Linked DNA regions of Mus musculus: regions 1, 2, 3, 4 and 6 are each linked to region 5. A link is a contact called in public HiChIP or PLAC-seq and promoter capture Hi-C data. All regions are on one chromosome and are shown on one strand. The core of a region is the stretch at or near the end of the contact, and the rest is flanking DNA. Distances in the headings are between cores, read along the strand shown.

Evidence for each region. Promoter capture Hi-C pulls out the DNA fragments that hold promoters and counts their contacts. HiChIP or PLAC-seq counts read pairs in DNA pulled down with a chosen protein or histone mark.
Region 1: a contact with region 5 is called in a promoter capture Hi-C map of stem cell-derived epiblast-like cells, with 2.3 times the contacts expected there. The contact joins the enhancer-like site here to the promoter of Dck in region 5. A contact is called at or near these places in 5 of 39 promoter capture datasets (cranial neural crest, frontonasal cranial neural crest, maxillary cranial neural crest and 2 more) and 4 of 115 datasets of contacts at active chromatin or transcription factors (embryonic stem cells, extraembryonic endoderm stem cells, forebrain and 1 more).
Region 2: a contact with region 5 is called in a promoter capture Hi-C map of liver, with 4 times the contacts expected there. The contact joins the enhancer-like site here to the promoter of Dck in region 5. A contact is called at or near these places in 3 of 39 promoter capture datasets (hippocampal neurons and liver) and 3 of 115 datasets of contacts at active chromatin or transcription factors (large pre-B cells, pancreatic cancer cells and pro-B cells).
Region 3: a contact with region 5 is called in an H3K27ac HiChIP or PLAC-seq map of embryonic stem cells, with 2.5 times the contacts expected there. The contact joins the promoter of Gc here to the promoter of Dck in region 5. A contact is called at or near these places in 8 of 39 promoter capture datasets (the 3T3-L1 cell line, the SN4741 cell line, cranial neural crest and 5 more) and 3 of 115 datasets of contacts at active chromatin or transcription factors (embryonic stem cells and hepatocytes).
Region 4: a promoter capture Hi-C map of the SN4741 cell line shows a contact between it and region 5, with 4 times the contacts expected there. The contact joins the enhancer-like site here to the promoter of Dck in region 5. A contact is called at or near these places in 10 of 39 promoter capture datasets (the 3T3-L1 cell line, 3T3-L1-derived adipocytes, the SN4741 cell line and 5 more), 15 of 115 datasets of contacts at active chromatin or transcription factors (astrocytes, cardiomyocytes, embryonic forebrain and 8 more) and 2 of 9 other capture datasets (adipose tissue and pancreatic islet).
Region 6: an H3K4me3 HiChIP or PLAC-seq map of stem cell-derived neural progenitor cells shows a contact between it and region 5, with 5 times the contacts expected there. The contact joins the promoter of Npffr2 here to the promoter of Dck in region 5. A contact is called at or near these places in 2 of 39 promoter capture datasets (the 3T3-L1 cell line and hippocampal neurons) and 3 of 115 datasets of contacts at active chromatin or transcription factors (embryonic forebrain, embryonic stem cells and stem cell-derived neural progenitor cells).

The regions. Positions count from the first base shown.
Region 1 is chr5:89,406,636-89,409,335 of GRCm38.p6, reverse strand. No RefSeq gene overlaps it. Among named protein-coding and RNA genes, the nearest start is that of Gc, 50 kb to the left of the region's middle. Within about 2 kb of position 1,430, at least 5 of the 459 cell types and tissues checked have an H3K27ac peak or open chromatin away from gene starts, as enhancers often do. A contact at or near this core is called in stem cell-derived epiblast-like cells, where this site is marked.
Region 2 is chr5:89,277,179-89,279,878 of GRCm38.p6, reverse strand. No RefSeq gene overlaps it. Among named protein-coding and RNA genes, the nearest start is that of Gm35855, 53 kb to the right of the region's middle. Within about 2 kb of position 1,333, at least 55 of the 459 cell types and tissues checked have an H3K27ac peak or open chromatin away from gene starts, as enhancers often do. A contact at or near this core is called in liver and pancreatic cancer cells, where this site is marked.
Region 3 is chr5:89,456,620-89,459,319 of GRCm38.p6, reverse strand. It overlaps Gc (vitamin D binding protein), which reads left to right and starts at 1,422. Exons shown (of 13, transcript NM_008096.2): 1 at 1,422-1,659. The coding sequence starts at 1,602.
Region 4 is chr5:89,369,022-89,371,721 of GRCm38.p6, reverse strand. No RefSeq gene overlaps it. Among named protein-coding and RNA genes, the nearest start is that of Gc, 88 kb to the left of the region's middle. Within about 2 kb of position 1,386, at least 29 of the 459 cell types and tissues checked have an H3K27ac peak or open chromatin away from gene starts, as enhancers often do. A contact at or near this core is called in the SN4741 cell line, where this site is marked.
Region 5 is chr5:88,763,710-88,766,409 of GRCm38.p6, reverse strand. It overlaps Dck (deoxycytidine kinase), which reads right to left and starts at 1,397. Exons shown (of 7, transcript NM_007832.4): 1 at 1,064-1,397. The coding sequence starts at 1,154.
Region 6 is chr5:89,526,054-89,528,753 of GRCm38.p6, reverse strand. It overlaps Npffr2 (neuropeptide FF receptor 2), which reads right to left and starts at 1,325. Exons shown (of 4, transcript NM_133192.3): 1 at 1,218-1,325.

The DNA of each region.
Region 1 (2,700 bases), core at 181-2,680, 640 kb before region 5:
TATGTACACAGTATCTGTCTACATATATGCCTGCATGCCAGAAGAGGATGTCAGATCTCACTACAGATGTTTGTGAACCACCATGTGGTTGCTGGGAATTGAACTTAGGACTCTGAAAGGGCAGTCAGTGTTCTCAACCTCTAAGAAATATCTCCAGCCCAATAGTTTGCTTTTTATAGGCTTCATTGTTTGTATTTTATAGTACTTTCCAACCTGTGGCCTCATCTAACATTCATCCTAATCACCCAGAGGTAACCCAGTTCCTATCACAAGAATTTCCAGGAAATTATGTTATCCATGAGATAATACACTAACAGTATGTGCTAGTGAACAGCAAAGACTGACCTAAGAGAACATTCAGCACTCTCCTTGAATCAGAAGAAGTGCTTAACTGTCAGAAGCCATATAGAAAAGGCCAAAGGTATGCAGGTGAGTTTTCTGGAGATGGCTCACCATTTTGCATGGTCTGTGAAGGGTGAGCTCTAAGAATGCAGGGTCCTTAGGGACTTCATCCCAAGATTGCTTCTTGCTGCTGATAATGACTTTCCTGTCACTATTGATTAGTGACCATTAGCCTAATGATTCCTGGGTATCAGACCACCTTATTGGGCAATTTCCCTGCAGATCAGCATGAAGATGACTTTATAGAGTTTCTGATTTGATTTAAATAATTTTACGAAGAAAATTTAAGGAGATGGTTTCAGTTGTTTTGCCCGAAAATGTAATAAAGTTAGAATGAAGAATAGAATGTGCCTCCTCCTCATAAAATAGTAAGTAAAGGCTGCATAGTAAGGAATACGTGAGCTTTCACAATTGTACTAAGAGAAACAAGGGGCTGGAGAGATGGCTCAGCAGTTAAGAGCACTGACTGCTCTTCCGAAGATCCTGAGTTCAAATCCCAGCAACCACATGGTGGGTCCTGAGTTCAAATCCCAGCAACCACATGGTGGCTCACAACCATCTGAATTGTATCTAATGCCCTCTTCTGGTGTGTCTGAAGATAGCTACAGTGTACTTACATATAACAATAAATAAATCTTTAAAAAAGAAAAGAAAGAAGAAGAGAAACAGGCTTGAGACAAATTTATGATCAAGGAAAAACATTCATTCTAGATCAAGTCCAAGGATGAAGCTGTAGATCTCCATGCCCTCCTGGGTCAGCCGATTTGGACCACAAGGGCAAAGGAAGCATAGACAGTAAGCAGGGGTTTTGGAAGCCCTATGAATATGTATGGTGAACGACTACACCAGGATCAGCAATCAGTAGGCAGATCAACTTTACATGGGGTAATTCAAAGCTTATAATTTGGGAGACTGAGAGTAGGAACATCCAGGAGGAGCAAAGTTATTGGCTGGGGATATGAGACTGGGGATACCTGGAATGCCTCATTAGCATTGGGGAGCATTTCAGGAATCTCAAGTGCTGGCCAAACAGGTTTTACAGGAAAAAGGAAATTGTCTATTGTAATGCTACAGAGATCCCTCAAGACCTGGACTCTGCAAGTAAACTCAAATGACCCTGCCTCTAAGTTACTTCTGACTGGTAAATAAAGATGCCAACAGCCAAGAGCTGGGCAGAAGAGACATAGGTGGGGGTTAGGCTTCCTGGGCTGGGAGTCAGAGGAAAACCATGAGAAGAAGGTGGAGGAGGGAGGAGAGGAGAAGCTGCCATGGGTTAGACAAACCATAAAAATATGGCTCTTAGGGATAGCCAATTAGAGTTAAGAGCAGCCCAGATAAAACAGTAAGTAGTAAGCAATAACTCAGGGTTATCTACAGGAATGTAGATTCTAATAGCTTAGAGTGGAGATAGCTACCCAGGTCTTGTGATGATTAAGCCTTTTAGGAAATATAAAGGTTGTGTGTGCCTCTTACTGGGAACTAAATGATCAAGGCTGTGTAGACACCCCAGGTCAGGATTAAAAATTTCTACAACAGTGTGTCCATTAACTCTTGAAATAAGTAGTGCCAGTATCCTCAGATGTTAGATGAAGACACTGGGGTAGAAGAGAGCTAATCATCCCTTGGAAGGTTAATTGCTAGGAAACACACTCACACACACAGAACAGTAGAAGGATGCGTTGGGGTTTAGCTGGATATGCACAGACAACTTTGCACAGTGTTTTGTCCTCCACTACAACTTTAAGGTAAAGGCTTCTCAGGGAAACGAGATGCAGCAAGGCAGATGGCAGATCTTTAAACATTTCCAGAGCTTCTAGTCAGCACTTACCAAGCTTAGCCCTAAGTATTACACTGGCTTCCCCTGTGCTTCTGCAGGCAGACATAAACCAGGGAGAGGATAGAGAATAAACTTTGTAGGCAAGTGGAGAATCGCTGAGAATGAAATGAGGGGAAAACTGGCCCACCTCAGTTTCCAGACCTGAGTATTGCAGCAAGCTCTTTAGAGTGAAATAGCCCTCTCCCCTGTCCCCTCCCCCCTTTCCCCTCTTCCTCCTACCCCCTTTTCCCCTTCCTCTCTCTCCCCCCTCCCTTCTCCCCACTCCTCTCTTCCCTCCCCCCTTTTCTCCTTCTCTCTCTCTCTGCTGCTCAGTCAGCTCCAGGGCATCTTGCTGTCTGTCTCAGGAGTCCATCAGCTGTCATTTTCTTCCTGCATCTCACCAGCCAAGTCAGTTCTGGTGACTTTCCATTTGGGTGCTGAACAGGACAATAAAACAATGCCTCCTTCACTGGTCTCTCATC
Region 2 (2,700 bases), core at 84-2,583, 510 kb before region 5:
CTTCTTCTTCTTCTTCTTCTTCTTCTTCTTCTTCTTCTTCTTCTTCTTCTTCTTCTTCTTCTCCTCCTCCTCCTCCTCCTCCTCCTCCTCCTCCTCCTCCTCCTTCTCTCCCTCTTCCTCCTCCTTCTCTTCCTCTTCCTCCTCCTCCCCTACCTCCTGTTCCTTCTTCCTCTCTCTCTCTCTCTCTCTCTCTCTCTCTCTCTCTCTCTCTCCATTACTCCCTCCCTCTCCTTTCCTTTCTTCTCTCTCCCTCCTCTCTGTTCCATTGCACCACCTGGTCTACATTTCCCTAGGACCTTCATGTCCTCTCAGTTGTGCCCCTAGCACATTCTTTCCAGCATAGCCATGTTGTTTTGTAGTGAAGGTGCACCACTGTAACCAGAGAGTACACTTGCTTCTCATCATATTCTCATAATATTCTAAGTCCCTTCATTTTGTAAAGGCGGAGCTCAGCCTTCCTCTTCAGTCTTACTCTGAACTCTTCTACACCCCCATTCCCCACATCCAGAAACGGAGCATAATGGAGCCAATTTCTTTAGTGCCACACAGTTTCACAGACAGACTTTCTTTTCTATGGTTTCTATTCAGCATTTGGGTCTCAGGAAAAATTCACATTGTCAAAAATACTTCAAATCTTCTAATCGACATTGTCATCCCATTTTAATCATTTCCATCATGGTCTGATTAAGCTTTACTTATTGTGTCTCTGACACTAAAATAAGAAGGGTGGTGTTGTTTTCTTTTCTCCTTGATAACAACTAATTTTGATGCCAACTTGGGGCTATGCCACTCAATCCAGTACAATCAAGAGAGTTAACATCAGATTCAGCAGGTTTTAAGGGCTCCAGGTCCATGACACTGAACTACTTCTAGGTGCCAGTCATAAGAATCAGGTCTTCAAGTTATGCACTCCTGCTTATCTTGAATGCAAACTCAGGGCTCCTGCATCCCTCTTCATGTCTGACAATTTGACAGCATGGCTAATAAGTCTATAGCAAGCACTGTACTATTAATGATATATGATAAGCAATACAATTAATAAACAGCCAAATGGAACACATACATATACAAGGAATGAGGGAGGTAAACACAGAGTTTTCCTGTCCTATATAGACATGCCACAACTCCACAACCTTGATATGATCATCAACCTGCAAGCACCCCAAGCTTCTTAGGATATTTTCATTAGGTAAGCATGGTTGATTGAATTGGCCATCACTGATAATGAATTCAATATCCAGCCCCTAGCCACTATACCTAAGGGTCTGGATTGAGTGTTCTGTGCTTCAAACCTCCACTCTTACCCTGAAACTACAGGGTCTGCCAAGTATTGCATCATCAGAACAAACAGTGCTCCTGTGGTCATCAGCTCAGGAAGTCCCAGTGCTTTAGAAGCTCTGTGTCAGGAACTGGGGACAAAGACCACATACCTTTCTATGACAATCATTATCCTTTTATATAGACTTATCACAGTTTCTATTCACTTCCTTATTCATTCACCTGTGTAATTATTTGCAAAAGTCCCTCTTTCCCCACCACCCTGTATTTTCCAGGAGGTCAGAAAGCATAATTATTTTGATCATAGTATTGCCTAACACAATGGCACACATTTGAAAAGTATTTGCACAATGACTTAATTCAGTCAGAAAATGCTGATCACATATTATGATATTTGATCACATATATTGTTGATGCTGAATTACTTCCTGGAGCGAAGAGCTTACTCTTTTATGAGAAATAAAATATAATTCGTAATAAATAATAATAACAACAACAATAATAATAGCACCAATGATTAACATTGCACTGATCTCCTCTCTGCTTTATGACAACCATTTGAAGTTGATACAGTTATTAAGCCACTTCACACCTGAAGAAGCTGAGAACTTTGCTGAACTTTATGCAGCTAAGCAGAAGCAGAGTTGCAATTGCCCATTTTCAGACACTCTCTGGAGAAGCAGGAAGGGCCTACTTACCACCAGGACTTGGGAAAGACTTCAGTGAGAAGGGCAAATTGGTCAGAATCCTGAAGAATGAGTCAGCAATTTCTAGACACCACACAGGGTGAGGGCACACCAGGAAAGAAGGAGAAAGGCTGCCGACGTGCTAAAGGGCATGGCATATTTGTGGTAGGCAAAGAGTTCAGCGAAGCTGAAGTGCTAGGTCACACGGTACAAAGTACACAGAAAGCAGGCAAGACAAACAGGTTTCAACCAAACTGGGAAATTCCTGTGCTAAATTTAACCCGAGAAAAGACAAAACCAGTGGTGGTGGTGGTGGTGGTGGTGGTGGTGGTGGTGGTGTAAAATAAAAACTCTTCCCTGGACCTTGTGGAACATCAGGATGGTGTATAAGTATCTTAAAATATTAGTTCTGTAAGATTTTACCAAAGAAAACTTGCCACTCTTGGCTCATTGAGACTTAGAGAGAATGGGATTTCAGACAGACTAAGATGCTTTCTTTTCCCCCTCGAGTATGTTCCTGGACATTTCAGTTCTAACCAATCAGTGTGGCTGAGCATCTCAGCTCAAGGGAGGCAAGATGGGTCAGAGTATGACCAGGGTGAGTCTTCTGAGTACCCACCTCACCCAGGAAGCAGCCTGGTGAAGTATGCCTGCATCACACAAGATAACTAGACAGCCAGGCAGTGGCAGGGGAACATGCCCACAGGCATGGCCCAGAGTGGCAGAGCAAGTTCAA
Region 3 (2,700 bases), core at 173-2,672, 690 kb before region 5:
TCAGCAATGCTTGTGGCCTCTGTTGATATCTTCTGCTGTGTGGGTTCCACTGGCTTTTAAAGAAATAGTTCCTATTTAATCTTACACCACTGAACCTAACACCCACTCACTTCCCATACAGTTGTTGATCTGACTAAGCAGGTAACTGTTTACTGTGGTTTGAGATGTTGGTGGACTCTGTCTGCACAGCTAATCTTTAACCACTGAATTGATTGGTAAGGGCATTCTCAGGCACCTATCTTTAAGAGCCCAGACATGGGGTTGAATTTTAAATCTTCAAATGGAATGTAGATTTCCGTGGTTCCTATGCTATCCTCAGATGTTGGAAACATGAGTAGTCAGGGAGAATAACTAGGAGAAATGAAAGAACATTAATGCGTGCAAACATGCATTAGATATCCGGCACATGGTTCATCTTAATCCCACACTAAGGGAAGAGCAATACATACATACATACATACATACATACATACATACATACATACATACATAAATACATAAATAAATAAACAACAAATAAACCAACAACCCCCCCCCTAAGAGTTCACAACTGAACAATGGGTCTAGAGAGGAGAAATAAATCTATATTATTCAGAAATAAGAGCTGGCTAAGACTGTGGTTCCTGAACCTGAGGACCCAATGTCAGTGTAAGATCAATATCTGACATTCTGGGCAAGGTACAGGATTCACATGAGGGAAGACTCTCTTTTCTAAGATAGAGATGCAAGATATCAAGTCCTAAAAGGTCCCTGTGAATTTTTTAGTTATGCTATTATAAAATATGTCAAACACATGGTAGTAGAGGGATCTCTAACTGATCTGCAGTGGTCCTAAGATTTTTACATCACATCGTGTGTGTGAGTGTGTGTGGTGGGTACTCACATGCTCATGTGCAATGGTAAGCCAGCCATTGAAGCTCTCCATCTATTATTTTTCTCATCTCAAGAGCTATTCTAAACATATACTCAATAGTGCACTGTAACACATAGATATAAGGCATGATGTCACCACAATTACCTAATGACATTAAATTCATGGAGTTAGAGAATTGCAATAAATTAACTGGCTTCTTGCTCTTTACTCATAACTTAAAATATCTAATCTGTGATATTTTAAAATAATGCTTATTTGTGTTAGATTTAAAGAGAGAAAGAAAGGGAGAACAGGAGGAAAAAGAAAGGAAGAAACACAGCTCCCAATTTTTCCATCAATACATAGGAGTGGTAGGGAGTACCCAGAGAAGACATAGACATATCTTTTCCTCCATATAGAATAGGGAAGTGTACCCCTACTGGTACATTAAGTAGATGCCATGGAAAAACTGCAGTGGGAAAGTATCCACATGCCTTGGCTTTTCCCAGTGACAAAGTTAATGATTAAAACCTCCCAGACTCTCCTCCATATTCCCCAGGGGTATCTATTTGCCTTATGATGATATTACTATCTATTTTTGGGAACAAGGCTGATTGTCCCTTGCTTCTGGGCAGAGATTAATAATTGATGAGTTTCTAGTTAGGATCGTTTGCAAATCCTGTGCTCCTGCCTTTTGCGTGGTGGCCGGCAGGTGAGAGGAGGTGCTGCAAGACTCTCTGGTCGCAGAATGAAGAGGGTTCTGGTTCTCCTGCTGGCCTTAGCCTTTGGGCACGCTCTAGAGAGAGGTAAGGCTCCTCTTTTCACTAAGAACTATTGCTAATTTAATTTCCCAGTGCCACTTTAAAACTTGAAGAGTAACTAACAGAAGAAATAGTGGATGCTCTAGAAGACAATAAAAGAAGGAACAAAGAGGGATCGATCTGAGCTCAGCTGGGCCATGTAGCATTAGTAAGAAATGCTCCCCACACATAAGAAATAAGTAGCTCACTAAAGATAGAGGCAGGTATGGCGGTGCATGTCTGCAACCTCAGAACACTGGAGGTGAGAGTGGGAGGATCTTGGGATTTCAAGTTTCCCTGGTGAACTGGCTGCATAGGGAGTTCAAGGCTAGTCTGGGCTGCCCGAGACCATCTGAAAACAAGCAAAACAACTCCTAAAAGAAAGTAGGGTTATGTAAGCTTTCAGTTTTCCTCCCCACATTGGATAAGTAAGATCTATAATGCAACCGGGGCCTCTGGTACACAACTAAGCATTTTTATTTCCCAAATGCTTACCCTCCTTGGTATCATCACGATGTCAGTGGTACAAGACGCCAGCTGAGAGAGCTCTTTGATCCTCCTTAGAGGATCGTACTCTTCAGCAGTTGCAAGGAACGAGAGTTTTTAAAAATACCTCTCACACAAAATAAGAAACTTTAGTATCTCTGAAATAAAATAATAAACAAGGTAACAGGGGTGGTGTTTCATGGAAATCACCCTTGCCCTGGGACATTGGCCTTTGCAGTGTTCTGAGGCTTCCGACAGTGCTAGCAGGTCACAGGACATGTGTGTAACTTCATAAATTCTGCAACTGGAAAACTTTCCAGAGATGTTTCCATTGATTTTTTTCCAGATGATCTCTAAACCCTAATTTAGCCTTTTATTGTACAGTTTAGGTGTTATTTTATAGATTTCCCTTTGAATAATTTTCATCTCTGGATTATTTTTTGATGCTTATAAGGGCATCTGCACACACTCTGATTTGTCAAATTAAGATGTTCATTTAGTACTCTTTCTTGACAGCAGCATTCAAACCATTCATGTATATTTATAGTAATAACACATTTA
Region 4 (2,700 bases), core at 137-2,636, 610 kb before region 5:
TTCTCTGAACCTTTGCATAGGTGACTTTAGATCGCCTCAAATTGCTATTACTTTGTTAAATGTCCTAGACAAAATACCCTGTGGCAACGATTATTAGTAACATTTCACCACTGGCCCTTCCTTGTACTCGTTTGTCAATTAAAATTCAACTGAGAGCACAAAGTATGGTTTATACCCAGAAGTCTGAACATTTGTAGTACTGTTTCCAAACTCATACATGCTAGGAGGGAAGTGTTTTCCAAAAGTGCAATTTATACACTTGCGATACAAGGCTGCGATATAAGGAATAAATACATAATGTGTATTATGCAAGTAAGCAGGGCGTGCTACTGATCTGAAGTTCCCGTGGCTGAACACAGGTGCAGAATTTAGGTCCCAGTTCTGGAAAGCAGTAGCATAGTTCCTGGCCTCCTGATACATTCCCTGGGTTTGATTTGATTCCTGGCAAAACAGAAACAAAGCTGTGTGGTGTGTCTACGTCTGACTATCGTAGTTGGTAAATAGGAGGGTACAGATGGGAGAGTGGAGAGAGTAGCAGTCTCAAATGCAGGTCAAGTAACTGAAGAAGAACAGCACACATTTCTCTGGGGAATGAAAAGAACCACGGGGTGTACTTTGTGGTGTCTAATGATTCCCAAGCATGTGCCCAGCCCTGGGTGTGGTTAGGCTATCTCGTGTCACTAAAGTGAAGAAACCTGATTTTTCCTCTCCCAGCAGCTACCAAACGCAGGTATCTTCTTGGTTAGGGATGAGACTCTGTGTCCATTTCTCTTTCATTGCTTGGGTTTTGTCTGGTTTGGACTATGCAGGTCCTGTGACACTGTCATAGTCTCCACCAGTCCGTATGATCATTAGTTCCCTTGTGTCTGAAAAATGCTGTTTCTTTGGAGTTGTCAACACCTCTGGCTCCTACAGCCCTCCTGACTTCTCATCTGCATAGATCCCCAAGATAAAGATTCGGCATCTAAGCCCTGGTCCTGTGCTTGGTGGTGCACACCTTAATCCCAGCACTTGGGGGGCAGAGAGTTAGATCTCTGAGTTTGAGGCCAGCCTGGTCTATAGAGCAAGTTCCAGGGAAAGCCAGGACTGCACAGAGAAACTTTGTCTTAAAAACAAAACACAAAACAAATAAGCAAACAATTGTAAGGTATCCAATACTAGAATTTGAGGGTGAGCATTATTTTGAGTGTACATACCCTCACTCCCCCACTGTACAGATGTTCCTTGATGTACAGTGGAGTTACTTCCTAAGGACACCACTGGAAGTCAACTATCATTCTTATTATAATACAGCTGAGCTATGAATCACCATGACTTAGCAACAGTCCACTGCAGCATTGGTTGTTTATCTTCATAATTGGTGCTGGCCAGAGCTGCAGCAATGTCACAAGAGAGCACCCACCAATCATGTGTCCTAGCCAGGGGACAGAGCACAAGTGAGAGAAAAATCTCTTGCATACCACAGTGAAGTCAAAAGATTATAAATGGAACCTTTGTTAACCCAGAGAACGTCTGTGTGTTAGTCTTACACATCATGAGAGTCAAAAAATACATTTAAGAAACTACAAGAATAAAAAAGACTGCCTTTCCTGTGCTTAAATACAATGAGTGCTGTCTGGACACATATTTTCTGGAAGGAGAGGCAAAGACTTCATGTTTAATTAGCAGCCTTTTGGAAAACAGAGCAGCAGAAACTGCAGTGGTTCCCATGTAGCTAAGGGAGATGTGTTCTTTAGAGCTAACACACCGATATCCTGAAAATGAAGCAATCTTGCCCTGACTTAATCAAGAGAGGAGTGAATACTAGTCTTGTCATGTGACACAGTTCCAGACAGCCCAAAGCCTTGAAGTAGAAAGATTTTTTTACACTTTGTCCAGGACTCCCATAGAACCACAGTACTCTAAGAATAGGACACAGACAACATAAATCTTCCTAAGAGGAGCTGTGTTTAATGATATGCAAAAGTAAAATATTATTCTTACAATTTCCATACTTAACACAAAATCTCATACTTATGCCTCACCTTATCCAGTATGGCCAACCCAGTTTTCCCTTTTTTCAATAAAGGAGTGGAGATGTTTATTTAAATAAAAATTGTGAGATACAGAATTAGAATATTTACATCATATGCCATCTTGGGTCCAGCGTGTATGGATAGCTAAACAAACATCTATGATAATCTCAAGATGAAGAATGATATATAGAATAATAGAATTAACTGGCCTAAGGAGTGCCAGGAACCTTAGAAATCTATGTTTTTATTTGAAAATTCCTTAAAAAAGAAGCAAAAATAGGATGGATTTGGTCTTGAAAGCAGCCCATTCTCTGAGGGAAAGTTCTCCAGGGCCAACAAATGGAAACCCATCCATGGTTTTGTCATTCAGTCATCAATTTTAATTTGATTAATAGAACTCTCTAGAAACCAAGTGATAAAAGTTGGCCATTTCAAAGATGAATCTTGCCTTTTGCTATAGTTTCTTTGTAACAGCAGAAGTATGGAAGTAACAGAATATGGGACAATTCCCCACAGGTGTTCAATAAAATTTATCTCAGTAGACATTAGGAAATCTTTGTTTCAGTGAAGATATGATTTTTTTTTAGCTGCTCAGATAACCTATGTCCTTGGAATCTTGATTCTTTTTCTCAAGGACGATGAGCATGACCTAAACCATGGATTACCCTGGGGATTCTTTTAGTTA
Region 5 (2,700 bases), core at 148-2,647:
ATGGTGCTTTGAAGGTGGCAAAACTGAAAACATCCGCTGCATACATGAATAGTCAGTACTCAACCTGCAGGCACAAACCTAACAGCTGTGCCAAAACAGGAAGCGTCGGTTGGTTCCCAGTGGTAGGAAATGTAAAAGAATGGGCAATTCAAGCTCACCTTGCAAAATGACATGCACAGTGTAGCTCCCCCAGTAAGGTTAAGGGCAGAAACTCTAAGAGTCTTTAAGCCAAAACTCAGTGCTTACCTGTACGTGGGAAAGGGAATAAAACATTGCACACTATCAAACTCATTACCTGCTTTCCTCATATGTGTAGCGTAGTGTTAGGGATTGCTACAAACGCCAACCCAAATGGTGACAACAAAGATGTGCTATATACCACTCATTGTAATATTACTTTCTTTTTTTTTTTTTTTTTAAAGTATTACACTGGGCCAGGCGTGGTGGTGTATTCTTTTAATTCCAGCACACAGGAGGCAGAGGCAGGCGAATCGCTAGAGAGTTCAAGGCCAACATTGTGAGTTCCAAGACAGGCAGGTCTCAAAAGTGAGACCGTCTCAAAAAAAAAAAAAAAAACAGAACAAGAAATAAAGTTCTGCAGAAATAAACAGCATGGGTGAGTTTTAAAGGCACTCTAGTATACTAAGCAAGACACAGAAAACAAGACACTCTGGTTTTGTTTAGGACATCATGGGAAAACAAAACTGGCAGGGATTAAAACAGAAGCAGGTCAGGGCTTGTAAGGGGATGGGAAGGGAGAAAGAGCTGACTACAAAGAAGCGCAAAGGGAACTGGGGATGTAAATGATGAAAACGGTCTCAATTTTGCGGTAAAACCGCAAGTCAGTGAAGCCTACCTGAAGAGCACACCTAAAAAGGGGTTCGCATACCTAAGTTACATCTCAAGAAAAAACAGTTCCCAACAAAGGGTGCACACTGGTCCAGAGCGCGCCTCACAAAGCCCCCGCTGGCGCCGGGCCAGACGAGCCACCGCGCCGGCGCGAGCAGGGCAGCAGGGAAGGATCCTGGGGCACCAGCACAGCACCGCACCGGGGACACCTTACCGATGTTCCCCTCGATGGAGATCTTCTTGATGCGGGTCCCCTCGGAGCTGGTCGAGGGAGAAGGGCAGAACCTCTTAGGTGGGGTGGCCATGCCTAGCTCCAGACGGCTCGGGTGCGGAACCTGCAGGGACACGGCGGCACGGGCGGCTCCGGGTTGCAGCGTCAATCTCGCGCCGGCGGGACCCGCACTTTGACTTTGGCGCGCGGAGGCGCAGGCGATTGGGCAGACCGTGGAGAACCCGCCCTGACGGCCCCGACTCCCACCCTATACGCCTCGCCCTCGCGGGATCTGCATGTCTGTGGTTCCTCCGGGCGGGCCGGGCGTCCCAGGAGCGCAGGGTAGGGGGCGGGGCTTGTGAGGAGAACCCTGAGAGAGCCGGGCGACTGACCGTGCGCGACGAGCTGTGAGCCGGAGGGGGCGGGGCCTGCGGGATGAGCAGTGGGAGGGCGGGGGGCGGGCCTTGCGCAATGAGCTCATTCGAGGGCAGGGGCGGAGCTTGAGCGAAGCGCCTAGGGAAGAGTAGGGTCAGGCTTTTCTGGACCAGCCCTTTGGGATCCTGTCAGGCTTCGTGGTTTGAACTTTTCCGGGAAGAAAAGTAAGAACTAGTAATTTCAAACTAAGAGCCTCAGTAGGTGTCTCTCACAGAAAACGTGTAGCTGTCCGTCACTGTCTTAAGAGTTATTTCGTTAACCAGCGATCTAGTACCATCCACCATACAGGATAGTGCCTAGAATGAAAGGAAGGGAGGGAGTGGCTACTGGTTTAAAGTCTGGGACCAGAAGTGAGACTGGAAACTGGCATCATAACACCCAAGGTCTCCACTTTAATTTGCATGCTACACCGTGCTGTTTATAAAGTTACCTAACACTAGGTATGTTTCTCAGCAGCATGGCTATGACTTAACATTGCATGTCCATGGCCTAACATGTAATTAATGTTTAAAGTCATATACACATGTTTATACATAGAGATGTACTCTGCACACACACACACACACACAGCATTCTGCTAGGTTGAGCTAGAGAGAGGTGCTATTTAATCAGGGTATAGACCTGGTAAAAAGATTACCCATCTGGAAGTCAGATTCAAATTATCTACAAAAACAAAGGAACTTATTTTTTTTTTAGCGTGTAACTATCATTTGACCTAAAATATGTCCTAAAAATGGACCTAGCAGCGGAGAAATGACGACTTCTACAAAAAAAGGAGCAGGTATTAAAGTGAGTTGTTGGACTGGCTGGATTTAAGGCCCACTCCATGAGATGTAACACATATCTGACACTGCTCAGGTGGCAATCCAAATACTGTTCTGCTACAATAACTGAACAATAAAATGATACCTAGTGATATCCTATAGGTCAGTATCTCTTGTAGCCAGCATCAGAGATGCTTCTTTCTGCAGAACCAAACCCACAAAGGCATAAAGTGCAGAGAGGGAGACCTTGGCATACTCTGCTTTAAATGGGATGTCTCCACCAAAGCCCTCTCCTCAGGGCTCTGGGAACCTTATGGAAAACGATGGGGAAAGTCTAGGAGTCAGAGGCAATGGAGGACACCAAGGACACAAGGCCTTCTAAACCCACCATGACCAACACACACATGAATTCACAGTGAGGCAGCATGCATGTTCCCTGCA
Region 6 (2,700 bases), core at 76-2,575, 760 kb before region 5:
CTGGTTTCTGAGGCTTATAGAAACTAAGTTCTTAGTCGGTGTCTGAAATGCAGCTGGAAATCCTTATTGCGACGCAGAGGCATTTGCAAGCTTGCCTCCCCAACCCCACTCCAGAATCCAAGTTCAATAACAACTGCAGCACACTGCAGTAAGTTCTCCAGGCACAAACTGCTTGCTGGCTTAGGGTGAATTTGTGTCTGGTGAATTTGAATCTGTATACTCTACACATTTCAGGTTAATAACACCCAAGTTTTAATAGTAACACGTGCCTTTCAAGATAACGAAGTGTGCAGTGATGGCGATATTTTATTAAATCAGGCATCTGCAACAGTTCTTTTCTTTTCTTTTCTTTTCTTTTTTTTTTTTTTTTTTTTTTTTGGTTTTTTTTTTCGAGACAGGGTTTCTCTGTATAGCCCTGGCTGTCCTGGAACTCACTTTGTAGACCAGGCTGGCCTCGAACTCAGAAATCTACCTGCCTCTGCCTCCTGACTGCTGGGATTAAAGGCGTGCACCATCACGCCTGGCTTGCAACAGTTCTTAAGAGGAAAACTTAAAGTTTGCACGCTGTGGCCACTCAATTGTGCTATTGATAAATCTTATCTTTGAGCATTCTATGGAAATGTTGCAGATTCAGCTGTAACTTATGATGTTATTACTTTTTCCCAACTTATTTTCAATTGGTTCAAGCAAGAAACAAAAATATATCCTTCACAGCTCTTCACACATTGATTTGTTCATCCTTTCTCCTTATCAATTGCAAATGGCTTAGATATGTGCTATAAAGAAAATTCAGATACTCCGCTCAAAGAAATTTGAATATCTTGATTTAAAAGAAACCCTTTCATTGTTCACGTTATATTTAATATTGTTTAAAATGAATGTTTGAAATATCGCCATCCTGGCTGGAGAGAAATGAGAAGTAAATGTATTTTTGTGCCTTGGTTCTAATTACAGGAGAGTGTTTTCCTCTACTTCATTACCAGACCCCTCAAGGTCCCAGGACTGCACTGCACTGCTTGCTGATTTGACACAAAAGAAATCCCATCAATGTCTTCACTTAGCCCCGTGTGTTGTCCTGCGCACATTATAGTTTTCCTGGCGAACCCAGCCACACAAACCAAGCCTGGTCCAGAAAGACCACTGCTAAGCATCATCTTGGTGAAGCAAAGGAACTGCGAAGGACATTTTTGTTAGCATCTCCAAGGAGATCCACTTACCTTCCTAAGGAGATTCAACAAGTTTGCCAGTGTTCACCTGGAGAGAGGTTGGGGAACTTCGAGGATGAGAAAGAACCGCCATTCGCCATCCTAGCCAGGTCCCATCTCTCTGAAGAACTCAGACGCCCAGGGGGAGGGGCGGAGCAGCGCAGGGAAACCCCCAGGATAAACTTTGGCCTGGGACCAGACCAAAGCTCCTGGGATAGTATCCAGAGAGCTCAAGGAGCCTAAAAGGCTCTAGGGAAAGGCCAAGAGTAAAACGGAGAATTCATGTCACGGAGACTAGTGGTGACCCTGAGAAGGGAAATCCCACCCATGCCAAGAGCCCAGGCAGTCTCCCCCGTGCCCTCACCTGTTCCTGGGCAAGGACAGATTCCCAACCCTGTTGAAAGCAGAAGCCAAGCGGAGCCTGAGCAACAGGTTCTGTCTGGTTCGCGGGCTCTGCTCTACCAGGTGACCTAGGTGCGACTGGCTAGCCACTTCCCTCTGCAGCGGGGCTGACGCCGGCGGGCTCTGCACTCTCCGCTCTTGCTGCACTCTCAGAACTGCACTGGTCGGTCAGCTGCTGGTTAGTCACAGCGCAGCTACTCTCAGCCTGCTTAGGGGCGGCTGGGTAGCTTGTGAATTCAGAATCTCTGCGCTGCAAAAGAAGGGAAGCTGCTCTGATTACTGCCTCCTGGGAAGGCTTGCCTTGTTTAATCCTCTAGGTGTCTGTTTCTTTTTGCTGCAAAAAGACAACTGGTGATAATCTTAGTAGGTTCTTTAAGAACTAAACGGATAGCCACCCTTAAGTATGCCAGAATGGTCGTGGTACATATTAATCATTCGTTGATTTTTGTTAAGTTCTCATAACAGCGAGAATTCCATTTTAGATTACAAATGAATCCTCACCTCCACTGCTCTCTTTGTCCTCGTAGCTTGAAAGACCTCACTGAGGTTCTGGAAGTGTGGATTCTCATAGCCACCAATAGGGACAAGGAGAGCCCTGCGGTGACGCTAACACAATTTCTTCGAAGTTGCAAATGACTAAGAGAAGTCACGCTTAAAATAGGATGTATTAATTCAGAGATTCACAGGGTGAATGAAAAAGTTAAAGACTCTTTCAAGGAGTGGCAAGGGTACGATCAAGGGGATCAAGGGGATCAAGGATGCGAGTCTGGTCCGGGTAAGACACTAACAGCTATGAGAAGCCATAGGGAATTCTCCATCCACAAAGCACCACGGCTTTTGTGCAAGATCATGGGGGTGGCGTTTCAATCACACTAGAGGCTGCCAGTAAAGGAATACTTGGTTGGGGAGTAATAGTCTTCTCTCTCTCTCTCTCTCTCTCTCTCTCTCTCTCTCTCTCTCTCTCTCTCTCTCCAGTCCTCCCTTCCTCCCTCCCTCTTTGCCCCCCCATCGCTCTCTCTTTGCATGCCCTGTGTGTATTTCTGTGTATGTGTGTGTGTGTGTATTTCTGTGTGTGTGTTTCTCTTTCTCTCTC